Regions from separate parts of the Zea mays genome. Here region 1 is linked to region 2. A link is a contact called in public Hi-C data. All regions are on one chromosome and are shown on one strand. The core of a region is the stretch at or near the end of the contact, and the rest is flanking DNA. Distances in the headings are between cores, read along the strand shown. Region 1 holds the start of LOC103647803 (zinc finger protein 7). Region 2 holds the start of LOC103647801 (classical arabinogalactan protein 4).

The links. A called contact is a pair of places that touch in the nucleus more often than the background predicts.
Region 1: a contact with region 2 is called in a Hi-C map of tassel, with 2.8 times the contacts expected there. The contact joins the promoter of LOC103647803 here to the promoter of LOC103647801 in region 2. A contact is called at or near these places in 2 of 25 Hi-C or Micro-C datasets (ear and tassel).

Annotation. Positions count from the first base shown.
Region 1 is chr2:215,943,752-215,949,756 of Zm-B73-REFERENCE-NAM-5.0, reverse strand. It overlaps LOC103647803 (zinc finger protein 7), which reads right to left and starts at 4,307. Exons shown (of 1, transcript XM_008672311.4): 1 at 3,246-4,307. The coding sequence starts at 3,999. The coding sequence ends at 3,445.
Region 2 is chr2:215,791,695-215,797,867 of Zm-B73-REFERENCE-NAM-5.0, reverse strand. It overlaps LOC103647801 (classical arabinogalactan protein 4), which reads left to right and starts at 1,778. Exons shown (of 2, transcript XM_008672310.4): 1 at 1,778-2,549; 2 at 3,999-4,399. The coding sequence starts at 1,932. The coding sequence ends at 4,076.

The sequences.
Region 1 (6,005 bases), core at 3,058-5,557, 150 kb before region 2:
AAGCCACTAAAAGCAGGTCCAGGGGTGCTTTCAGTTTTGCACTACGAGAAAGTCGGCTTTTAGAAAAAGCTACTTCCTAGATCCAGCCCTTTGGTTAGCTTTTGGCTTTTAGGGGGCAAAAGCCAAAGCCAAAAGCCAAACCAAACACACCCTAAGTCTCGTCGCGGGTTCTCCGTCCATCCCATCTGCACCCACGCATCATGGCGTGGACCTGGCCAATTTTTGCGCTTGCGGCAGCACTAGTGCACTACGACGTTCGGGATACGGCCACCGGCAAGGTCGCGAGGCACACAGTGTGGGAGCAGACGATCTGCGGTAGGCAACCAATGAAATAATTCGTATTTTGCCACTTTGTCTCATTGTTATAATTGTCATTGTATTTATAAATTGTAAGTCTATTTAAGCCTATAAAATATAGGCCGGATGACAATTGTGAGAACCTTTTTCGTGTTGATGGCAAATATCAGAATCTCGCGCAGCCAACAACCACGTCTCCCATCGCCCTTCCTCTATCCGTCCAGATTCAAAACTAGTATTTCTATTGAATTGGTGAAATATTGGTTGAATTGCGTTGATTTAATATCCTGATTATATAACGCCCCACATAGATAAACAATGTGGTACTATTCCTATACTACTCTAACACTTACAGTTATAACAGACATACTAGAGAAGAAGTTACAAGGTAATATCCCCTATAGTCATAACGGGTGATGCGTCACGTATGCCCAGGGGCGAAGCCAGAATTTGAGTTTGAGGGGGTAAATCAGATTGAGGGGGGGCTATTAAGAGGTATTTTATATTATTTACATGGTGATTAGCTAAAAAAAGTAGTAGCTCCTATGGAATTTGGGAAAGATTAGGGGGGACGTTGCCCCCCTTGCCCCTCCCTGGAATCACCCCTGCGTATGCCATGACTGAAGAAGAAGCCGATGAATCCTCATGCAAGGCGGTAGCCCTCTATACCGATGTTGAGGTAGCCGAATGTGAGGGCAGAATAGCCGTGATTAAGGATGTTGTGATGGATATAGTCATGGTCAGCATAGCAACTTGAACATTTAGTCTGCCTATAATATAACATGTTGAAGATAGCTTCAAATTTGCTAAGTATTGCATTTATATCAACTAGTCGGTTGCCCACGTGGTAACACGGACAATATTTACAATATCTATTCTTTGTTGAACACAAATGGTTGTGGGTTTTAGTAGTTAGAACCTAGACATGTGAGAGGGGAGGGTAATGGTTTGAACTCCAACATTGTGTTTATTTTTGGACTTTTATTTTGGGCAAGACCGCGGGTTGATATAGATAAAATTGATGGTGTTTTTAAAATTGCGAGGGCTTGTGCGTCGCAGAGGTGGGAGGATCATGGTTTGATTGAAGCAAAATTAAGGAGTGCTTTCAAAAGTTTACTGATCATGGACCGTTGAACCATGAAAACTGGTGCTTTATCATCGTTGAAATATCTTTTAGTTTTGATTGTTGTTAACTTGTTATGAACTGTTTAGAGTTTTCCGTTGGTAGGTAAATATAAATAATTCTATAACATTTTGATTAGATGTCTCGAGTTTGAATCCTAGTTAACACAGTTAAATAAAAATAGTTGTTGGTCGTTATACAAGTGAATGTCCACCTCTAGTGGAGATTTTGACATTGTGCTGTTCTGCCCTTATTTGCAATTAAGTTTAATCATGATATGATGGCCATGGTATCTCACTTATCAAGTATTCAGCATTGTGTCACCTTATGCTTTCACTAAAGATTCTATTGCTACGCACTTTTTTCCAACTGAAAAAGAATGGGTTCTGGTTCTTTCCATGTATAGTTCCATTGATATGTTGATTTGTTACCCTCCTTTTTATATTCTTTCACATTACTTTGCACGGATTCATCTATATGCTAAGAATCTATGGTTCTTAGCCTCTTATCTTATGTTTGTGCGATACCTGTACTTCGATCAAACGATTTGAAGTCATATCATTTTATTACAATCACTGTATTTGTAAGTAGTACCTGCTTTGAAGTCAACAGTGAACCACACAGGCTATTGGTAAAGAAGCAAATGTCTTGAATATGCTGTCTTGAAACAGTGTTTACCAATGAAACAAAATGTACGAATTTGAACTGGACTCATAACTAGTTACCACAAAGATACAGAGTAAGCTAATAAACATGCATTTTCTTCCTTATTTTAGATTTAGAAGGACCAGTTTCTCTATATAATGGTCATCATTATCATGGTAAAAATCCATAAAAGCTCCATATGTATTTTCTTATTTTCCCCTCTATAATTTATCATCACAGTTACTCTCATTAAGTCAATATGCTACATAAAACACCCACCATAAGTCATCCCGCTACATTACTTATCTGGGGCTGTTTCTCGAAGAAACTTTATTCTACCAGGCCAAGACAGACATTGATTTGGGCTGCTCAGAGGTGACAGACAACCTATAACTGAAAACAACTTTGGACCCTCTTGCCCCTGTTAACTGAAAGGCAGAGCTCGTGCCATGTTCTTTCCAGAAAAAAAATGACAGACATCAATTGTACAGTAGTTTGCTATATAGGCTCCAATTGCTCATTTGTCAAGCATACAAGCAACAATTGCATGAGATTTGGCTTCATTGAATCAATTAGCTATTTTAAGGTCCTGTTTGACACAACTTCATGAGTGCAGTGACTTTTTTTTCCAGATACTCTTTTTTTTTTGCAAACAACTTCATGAATTAAGTTTCTTAAAGCATGCTCTCACAAAGAAATAAGGTAAGGTGAAGCTAAAAATAGCTTTTCGCAGATTCACCTCCACTTGTGGGGTTTGTGAGAACATGTTTTAAGAAAATCTATATAAAAAGTTGTTTTGCCCTTAGAAGCCGGGAATGTGGCCACGTTCCTCGTTCCGGGAACGTTCGTCCATCCTGGAAATATGGGAACAATCTCATTCCCATAATGCTAAAACCTTATTTTAGTAGCATACTGCGTCCCATGTTCCTGTCCGTCGATCCCATCGAGATCCGGGAACTTGGTTACTAAGGTTTTGCCAAACGGTTCACTAAAACAGTTTTATCTTCATCGAGAAAGTTGCTCATGAAGGTGAGCCCCCCCCCCCCCCCCCCCCCACCACCACCACCCCACACACACAAAAACAACTTTGCTAGTGAAGTTGAGCTGTGCCAAACAGGGCCTAAATTTTAGCCAGTTGTAGGTTTGCAGTTGTAGATTGGTTGAATTTACACTAACTTGATCCAGTACAACCAAATTCATATAGCCTGCTGCAAGTGACAGCAGAGAAAATAAAGTTCAGTTGATGCACAAGTGTGAGGGCGGATTCAAACTTTTCATCCTCACCATGCATTTTATACTTGTTCACCCAACAGAAATTATGAAAAGATTACACTTCTCAGAAAATGCTTGTATGTAATGACCTATCTGCTTATTACAATCTACAAGCGCAGGGTCAAGTCAATATTTTTTTGCTCTATTTGCTTCTTGGACTCCTCTGAACTTGCTGTGAAGCTCCCTGTCCATACTAACCCTCCAGGTTCTTCAATTGCAAAAGGCATCCAGCTGCTCATTGGGCCTCCGTCGAATCTTGCTACAACAGCAGCAGCAGCACTTTCACCATGATCCTTGAGGATCGTGGAGTGGGAGTTCACTCTCAAAGGTTGGAGAAAGGAATCAGATGGAGGATTAAGGCCCGTCATCATCTGAAACCTGTATGGCTTTCTTGCTGCACACCTCTCCCTCTTGTGCGCATTCTGGTGCCCACCGAGGGCCTGCGAACTGAAGAACTTTCTCATGCAGTAGTTACAGGAGAAAGTCCTATGTGGAGTGGCCACTGGTTTCACCTCTCGAGGGGGCTTGGCTTCTTCACTTTTCGGCGCATCAAGACCCAGCTTCAGCCATGGTACCGCGGTACTATCATCAGCTAGACCAGCTTCGTTAGCTTGGTCTGCTGCTGACTTGTGCTCTTCCACACCATCAGGTACTCTATCCATTGCTCTCTCTTTGGAAGTAGCAGAAGAGGGGGGGGGGGTGGTCTCTGAAGTTTGGGTTATCGTTCCTCACCCTGCTTTGCTGTTGCTATAAAAAGAAGCGCATCGCAAGGGTCTGCGGGCAGCAATAATCCAGCAGAAAAAAAGGGCAAGCCCTCGGTGAAGTGGACCAGGCGGATATGCTAGTTTTGCAGTAGTGGCAAACATGGTGGTTCTTGTTATTCTTCGAGATGATATACTTGTCATGCGAAGTGACAGGCTTCAACAAACTTCAGTTTCACGTCCAGCTGATTCCCTATCAGGTTCGCACCTGCTCTAGATAGCAGCGTTACGCATTTCTATCAGGCACAGTCCTGCAACCTCGTGCAGGGCCACGACGACTGGATAGAGTTTCGCTATTCTGTGTCTGCCCTGTCGTTTGGGGAGCTATACTGCTCAGTGCTCACGTTTGGTTTTAAAACAAAACGACTTCTATACTGCATGTGGACTTTATTCAGAAGAAACATCAAGTTTTAGGTGGACTGAAGCAAGTTCTTTCCAGGTGATCTGTTTGGCTGACCCATAGCGTAGCATGCTTTACTGAGAGAGAGAGGTGCTATGCGCTATCGGTGCTTTGCTAGTCATCTTTGAACTTATCGCAACTCTCACCCATGCTCTCTTTTTGTCTCTTGAGGCTCAGGCACGGACGCTTGGCATTATTCAACACTAAAAGCCTAGCTCTCAAGCTGCACCACCACGTGAGTGGATTTCAGGTGACATGCATGCAATGCAAGCAAGTGCCGTTGCCACTTGTTGCTAGCCAAAGCCTACATGCCATTAACATTGGACAGGCAGACACTCTGGGAGGTAAAGAACAGAAGCTTTCTGCTGAGAAGCAAGTGGGTGGGTGACGCACTCAAAGCGCAAATAATGATTATGTTTTTCTCTATGCAGGATACGGCGTCTCCTTTTAACTCGTAATCGTACCCTGGCAGCGGCCCAATCCGGACGAGAGGGCGTGGCCGTTTGCGAGGCTCGTCGTGCCAGGGCACAATTATATCTGCAGCTGTGTGGTTACTCATCCTCATCTTGTTACACTTACACAGTGGTACATTTTTTTATAAATATTGTCAATTATATCTGCAGCTGTAGTCGCCAGCTGCTGAGCATGGTTTTTTGTTCCATTCCATGTGTTCTTTCGTCCATCATCTTGGGTGGACGAAATGTCATCTCTGGCTGCGAACCGGCTCTGCGAGCGACCCGGTGCGGTGTGCTGTTCCAATGCAAGTTCCATGATTTCTATTCCGATGTGCTTTGTCACAGTCTCCCCCCATGCGTACCTTCCAGTTTATATGGTCGTGTTTTGCATATTTTCTGTTTATGAAGTGGAATTTCAATTTGAAATAAGAGACCGCTGGAGGTAGAACTGTCATTCACCAAATGCGTGATCAACTGATCATGCATGCAGCACCGGAGTCTGGAGCCACCAACAGCCACGTTGGAGATTGTTGCTGACCGGGTCCATTAGCCTCGTGGGCTTTAAAGGTGGTGAGTTGTAAAGCAGGCCGTCACTCTTCAAGCCCGCAGTGCCCTACCCGCTCTAAAGCATTGGGCCACGACTCCTTTTGGGCTGAAAGGCCGACTCGCACCGGGTGGGCTTTGCCCATCCAAAAATAACCATCCTAACTTGCCGCCCCACAGTGCTGGAAACCTCGCTTCAGCTTCGGCCAGGTGATGCCACTTCTACTTCTTCTTCTTCTTCGCTGATGTAAGTTGTAATTGTAACCATAGTGCTCTACTTTTTTAGCCAAATGAAATAAGTCTATCTACCAAAAGAATCAGGCCATTTATTATAACGTAATAACAGTAACGAGTAAAATCAACTTATAACTTAATTCTAGCACTATTTAGCCATCCAATGCAAAAGGAAGAAGAGAAAAAACACGTAGTAGCCTTCTCAAATCTCAACATCTGCAGGCAGGGCGCCGTGCCGAATCAACTGTGAACGCGTCGGAAGTCGACCAGACATT
Region 2 (6,173 bases), core at 529-3,028:
GTGATAAAATTGAAACGAGCCGAGTCGAGCCGAACCGAGCTGGCCACGAGTCGAGCGAGCTCATGAGCCACGAGTATTTTGTCCAGCCCTAATGTCACCTCAGCAGAGCAACAGAGGCACGGTACAATCACTACACAACCATTTCCAACTCCAAGGCTACAATTCCTAGGACAAACTAGTGTTCAAACAGTACCAAAGTCAGACTGCACATTGTTCTCTCTGTCACAAAATAGTTGACGTTCTCAACTTTTAGATATCAATATTTGATCATTTATTTATTTAATTTTTACATCATAAAATAAATAGATAAATAAATATTAAAATGTCTCTAATGATATATAAGCCATAATAAAATAAATGATAAATAAAATGAACAGTTAAACAAGATACATAAAAGTTAAAAAAACGTCGTGTCGTGTACTTTGTGACTCTGTTTGGACCTTGGGTCGGTCAGCTTTTGATGTCAAGCACGGCTACATTTTCCGATGTGTTCTCCAGGTTGTGGCGAAGCCTCAAATGCAGTACGTAGAGTGGAGCAGAAAATTTGACGGGTGCAGTGAAGCTGTCCTCAAAGATGATGCGAGGTTGAAGTTTTCTGTCACGTTTGTTGTCGCATCCATCTCCCTTTTGTGCTTGACTTCGACTTTTTTCCAAGCTCGTAGAGCCCATGAGCTTCGGCCCAATGGGCTTCAATCGCTTTGGGGGTGGGATCAGGAATAGTGAGGCCTGTTTGTGGAGGAAATTTTCAACCCAAGTCCATCTTCCTATATGGCTATAATAACGCTGGCCTCCTCCGATTCCAAAGATAATTTATCTCTTCACTCTCAATTCTAAATTTTAGATAAAGGAATTTCATCTCTCAGTTCTAAATATTGGATAAACGAAAATCATATACTGCCTTGTAACATTAGTTACTAACGGAATGCAGAGCAGAAAACGTATCGTGCGGTCTGCGGAGTAGCTGGACACACCCGCTCTTCTAAGAAAGTTTCAGGCTGATGATTAAGGAAAGCAAAGCCACCAATTATATGCTACTCCATCATTGGCAGAGCCGACTGATTATCCGATAATTTGATAGGACTCACCAACCGCCATCGATTTGTGTCGGTGCAAACTGCCCACGAGGAATAAATTTACCGTGAGTAGTGTGTATATAGAGGCATTAAAATAAAGCCCATATTCGCAAAAAAACAAATGTGTAGATTAAAAGAGTTATATATTATTAAATTTTATAATGATATAAATTACATGAACTCCATATCAATAACCATATACCATGCTTTAGAGCTGAGCAGAAACAAATGTCGGATGATAGTGCGGAAAGAAGATTAAAATCGAGCCGACCCTTCTGTTGGAGAAATTTGTATTTTTGACACTCTAAACAAATGACTTTGTATAATCAACACTTAAAAGATTAACTTCGTAAATTTGACACCCACATCACTGTCTCTTTTATTTAATTGACATTTTATATCTTTATTAATTTATGCCAACGGGCCCCTGTACACGTACACCCTCTCCTCTCGTCTGTGAACCGCTGCGTCCCGACGCGTGCGTGTCCACTGCACCGACTGCCCAAAACAAACGGCTCCTTCCTACCCCACAACAAACCACAGTGGTCTGGTCACCCCGTCCTGCACTGCACAGCACGAACACAACTCATCGGTCCATCGACCCACGTGAACGCGTGCCACCAACCGGCGCGGGCGTCCCCACCCTGCACATGGCCCCGCGGGCCCACCGCCAGTTGTGAAAATCCCGCCGCTCCATCTCCTGGCTGGCCTCCGCTTCGCTTTCCTTCCCTTCCCTGCCGGCTGCCGCCGCTGCTATTTATCCCTCCCACTCTCTCCCTGCGACTCCAACCGCTGCAGCAGAGACGCCCGAGGCAGCGCAGAGCAGCAGACCGCACGTCACACACCACCATTGCAGCAATGGCGCGCGCCGGCGCTCTCTGCCTGGCGCTGCTGTGCCTCGTAGCCGTGCACTCGGCCGTGGCGCAGAAATCCACCCCGGCCCCGGCCACCGCACCGGCCGCCACCACCAACCCACCGGCGACCCCGTCCAAGAAGACGCCCGCGCCAGCCGCGGCGCCGCCCACCACCCCCGCCACCCTGGCCCCGGCCGCCGCGCCGCCCACCACCCCTGCCACCCCCGCGCCCGCCGCGACCCCGCCAGCCACCCTGGCTCCCGCCGCGTCGCCGCCCAAGGCGTCCCCTCCCGCACCGGCGCCCAAGGCCAAGGCCACCCCGCCCGCCCCCGCCGCCTCCCCGCCGGTGGCCGAGCTGCCGCCAGCCGCCTCGCCCCCTGCCCCCGCCCCCGCCTCCCCGCCCACCAAGCCCGCCGAGGTCCCCGCGCCCGCGCCGTCCAAGAAGAAGAAGAAGCCCTCCTCGTCCTCCAAGAACAAGAAGAAGAAGTCCAAGGCCCCAGCCCCCGCCCCCGTCGTCGCCGAGGCACCCACCAGCTCCAAGCACTCCAAGGCTAAGGCGCCCTCAGCCAGCGAAGCCGACGCGCCCGGCCCGGTCGGCGACGCCGCCGCCGCCGACACCGCGGTACGTTCGTTGCCCACTGCTGCTCAGCTCTTCCAGTTTCCATCATTTGAAACCCCATCCCATTGCGTGCCTGAATTACAGTTTCCAGCTGCTCGTTTTACACCGAGGTTAGAGTAAAAAAAAATCGACGCTATCGTTACAACATCACCAATCACGTCTGACAGTGAGATAAAGCAATAGCCAATTGATTTGACAAATGATTGTTTAGTAGGAGCAGCATCACCAGACCTGTGACCATAACGAGTGAAAAAATTAGGTTTGAGCACCAAACTACACCGACATGTCGGCCATGGGCGCATGTGATTCCAGCCTTGTCACGGACATTGTTAATGCGGCATTTGATGAGAGCTGTCGCATTTAGTATTCCATCACGTACAGTACGTCGTACAGTATTAAAATGTTTTTTTGCACAGTGCGTTTGTGTACGGTGCAGTCACTAAACAACCCTGCTTTCTGGAAGCTTCTTTGCAAAGTAGTAGTACTGTAATAAGTAACGGTCAGTAAGGAGACTGAGCAGCCAGGCGTCACTCACGTGACTATCCGTGACAAAAAAAAAAGTTTTGATCCCACAACACTTGCGGATCACCATTCCGTTGATATAAATACCTGTTATGTATTCCGTCTCGGATTAAATTATAATTATAACATATTTTTTTATTATTAATATAAAATATTATCACTTATATATGTTGTCAGATGCTAGAAAATCATTATATATACATTAAAATAAATATATTTGAACAAAGAGTTATCTCATAACAATATAATTATTTATTTTTATAGTATATAAAAACATCATTATATATACGTTTAACTGCTCTCAGCGAGGACAAGGACAGAGACGAGTAATGTCTTCCCATCACCGTTCCCCGTTTATCTGTCGGGAAGGATTTTTCCCGGTTACATCGGGGAGAAACTTCGATGTTCTTATCGGAATTCCTCGCCCCCGAATCCGGAATCTGGGCCGCTGTATAAATATTTTTTTAGTAACGGTCAGTAAATAAGGGCATGTACAGTGGTGTTTAATGTGGGGGCTCTTAAGGTGTTTTAGAGGGTTATTTTCAAAAAAATCTTAGAGCCGTCTCTCAATGAAGAGACGCCTCTGTCTCGTAAACCAAGTAACAACAGACGCATCACTTCCCACTGTACGAATTTGTCGTCTGTTCTATCGATCTGATGCTATACAAATACATTTCATTCTGTATTTATTAATAGACTACGTTTATAGACACTCCATTATACAATAGATTCTCTTAGTTGTCTCTTGTGCTTGGAGAACCGTTTTGGTGTCTCTCCACTGTACATGCCCTAAGGCGCGTGAGCAGCGAGCCGCTGTATAAATATCGTTTAGTGACTGGTGTGGCAGGTCACTGTATAAATATATATATTTTTGGCTACAACTACAACGTCGGTGACTGACGCATGCCTCGATGTTGGTGAAATGTGCAGGCCGCTGGAAGGACCGTGGCAGGCGGAATCATGGCAGCGGGCGCGCTGGCGCTGGGCCTCGTCGGCCTGCTCGACTAGGCACGGCACATCATGCTGCCTGGGTCCGCCCGCCGTGACGACGACAGAACTCCGACGCGGAAGATGCAGCCGGTGCGCCGCGCGCGCTCAACTTCCATGGATGCCGCCGGCTGACGGTTGTACTCTTGTCCGTTTTTTAACCGGGCCTCGTGTATGTAGTAGTACTAGTGCAGTCAGTGCCACTCACGTTTTGGGTGCCGGTGCTACGTGCGGACGTACCGCCGCCGCCTCGGATTCTTTCTACTATTCTCTTCTTTAATTTCCTGTACCACTGCCACCTCATCGAGATGATTTATTTATATCTTTATTCCGCCCATTGTACATGACCCCACCATCGCGTCCTTTTTTTTTTTTGGATAATGAGATCCGCCGCCCGTCTTCTTCATGCCCGTGTCCGGACCGAACGGGCTGGCCTGGCAATCTGGCATCCGGCTGGCACCACGTGTCCGTTGGAGTGTGTTTTTGTTGCTTTGCCTGTTTGGACGAAACATCGCAGCGGGCTACATGGCGATGCTCGTCCGCAGTCGCAGCTATGGATCTGCGGCCTTTGCGGGGAGAGAGGAAGACAAGGACAAGCAGCCAGTGTCGCGATAGCGAGTTGTGTGCTTGTGGCCAAATGCTCATATGTCGGAGACCCCAGCTGAGCTGCCTGCTACCTGGTGGTATATGCGCGGCGCAGATGGGCATCAGCTGGCAGTAACGATATACTAACTATCACCAGTCACACACAAGGTTCATCGGCAACCAGGATAATCTGTGAGGAAATTCTTCCTGGACTCAAATACAGGCTGCTGTGGGATGGAAAGGGCCACAAGTACGAATTGGGCCGGCCGGGGGAGGTAGGTTGGAGAGATTTTTAGCCCAAATAACAGAATTCCCCTGCCTGCTTGTCCTAGGCGCCAGCAGGCCCGATCACCAGCCCACGCAGCCTACCAATGCCATCCATCACATCCGTCTCGGCCATCAATCAAACGGACAGAAACCTTCGGATGGATTGTGTTAAGTAACCCTAGTTAGGGTTATGTGGGCAAATACCTGTTTTGCCTCTGAGGGGTCTTACATGTCTATATAAGGAACTTGTACACCCTCTCATAATACAGAGATTAGAAAGAGGCCAGAGGCCCAACCCTATATCTTGTGTCTCGTGTGTTTCCTCTGTAGTGTATATGTGAAGGGAGACGGGTCTTCTACAACTTCTTGTGCCTCTACTGCTGACGGGAGGGAAGGGAGCGGATCTGGTGATTCGTGGTAACGTAGTTCTCAACACGTTATCAGCACGCTCTACCTCAACGTTGCTGCGAGATCAGATCTGCATCAACTCTTCGTCAAGCCGGCAGGTCTTCCGGCCTAGCCGAACTGTCCTACGCGACAGGCTTCGATTTCTCTACACAATAAAGTTGTATGTCTTTCTCGGCACATTTAGATCTACTGTTCTATATTGTTTATTGGAAGAGAACGCGTGCTAGCCGGAGCCCTGCGCAGTAGCCGACGGCTACTCAGCCACACGCACCTGAAGCGTCGCATGGCGCAGCGAGCGAGTGGAGTGGAGTGCATGACGGCGGCGACGGGGCCAGGACAGTGCTCATCACGGGGTCAGTGGCCTGGGCCCTGGGCCGGACCCTGACGGTCGAGCTCGTGCGTCACGGGCATGCGGTGGTCGGCTGCGTCCGCTCCACCGAGCAAGCACCTCCGCTCTCTCGAGGCAGGTATCATGTCGTTGTACGCCACGCCGGAGACCATGGAATTACGAGCAATTCACGGGACGATGGCCCTGGTGAGCCGGTCAACCAAGCGGCTAACCCGTTGGAAACGCTCCTGCTCCCGAAACGGCCGCGCGCTATTCTCTTCCAGTCGAGCGGCTGGCAGTTGAGCGTCGCTTCCGTAAAGAAAACAAAAAAAAGAATTTTTTTTTGCATGCGTGCATGCAGGACAGTCTAGTACCTCTACATGGCCAAGTAGATGAAAATTCAAACCCACCCCCTCCCGACGCAGGCAGTCCAGGACCTCTGCATCTGCATGTGATGGCAATTGGCATTCGCTGACCTGCTGTGTTCTATAAGCAGTTGCCAAATTCTTTAGGGCTTGTTCGGTTCTATC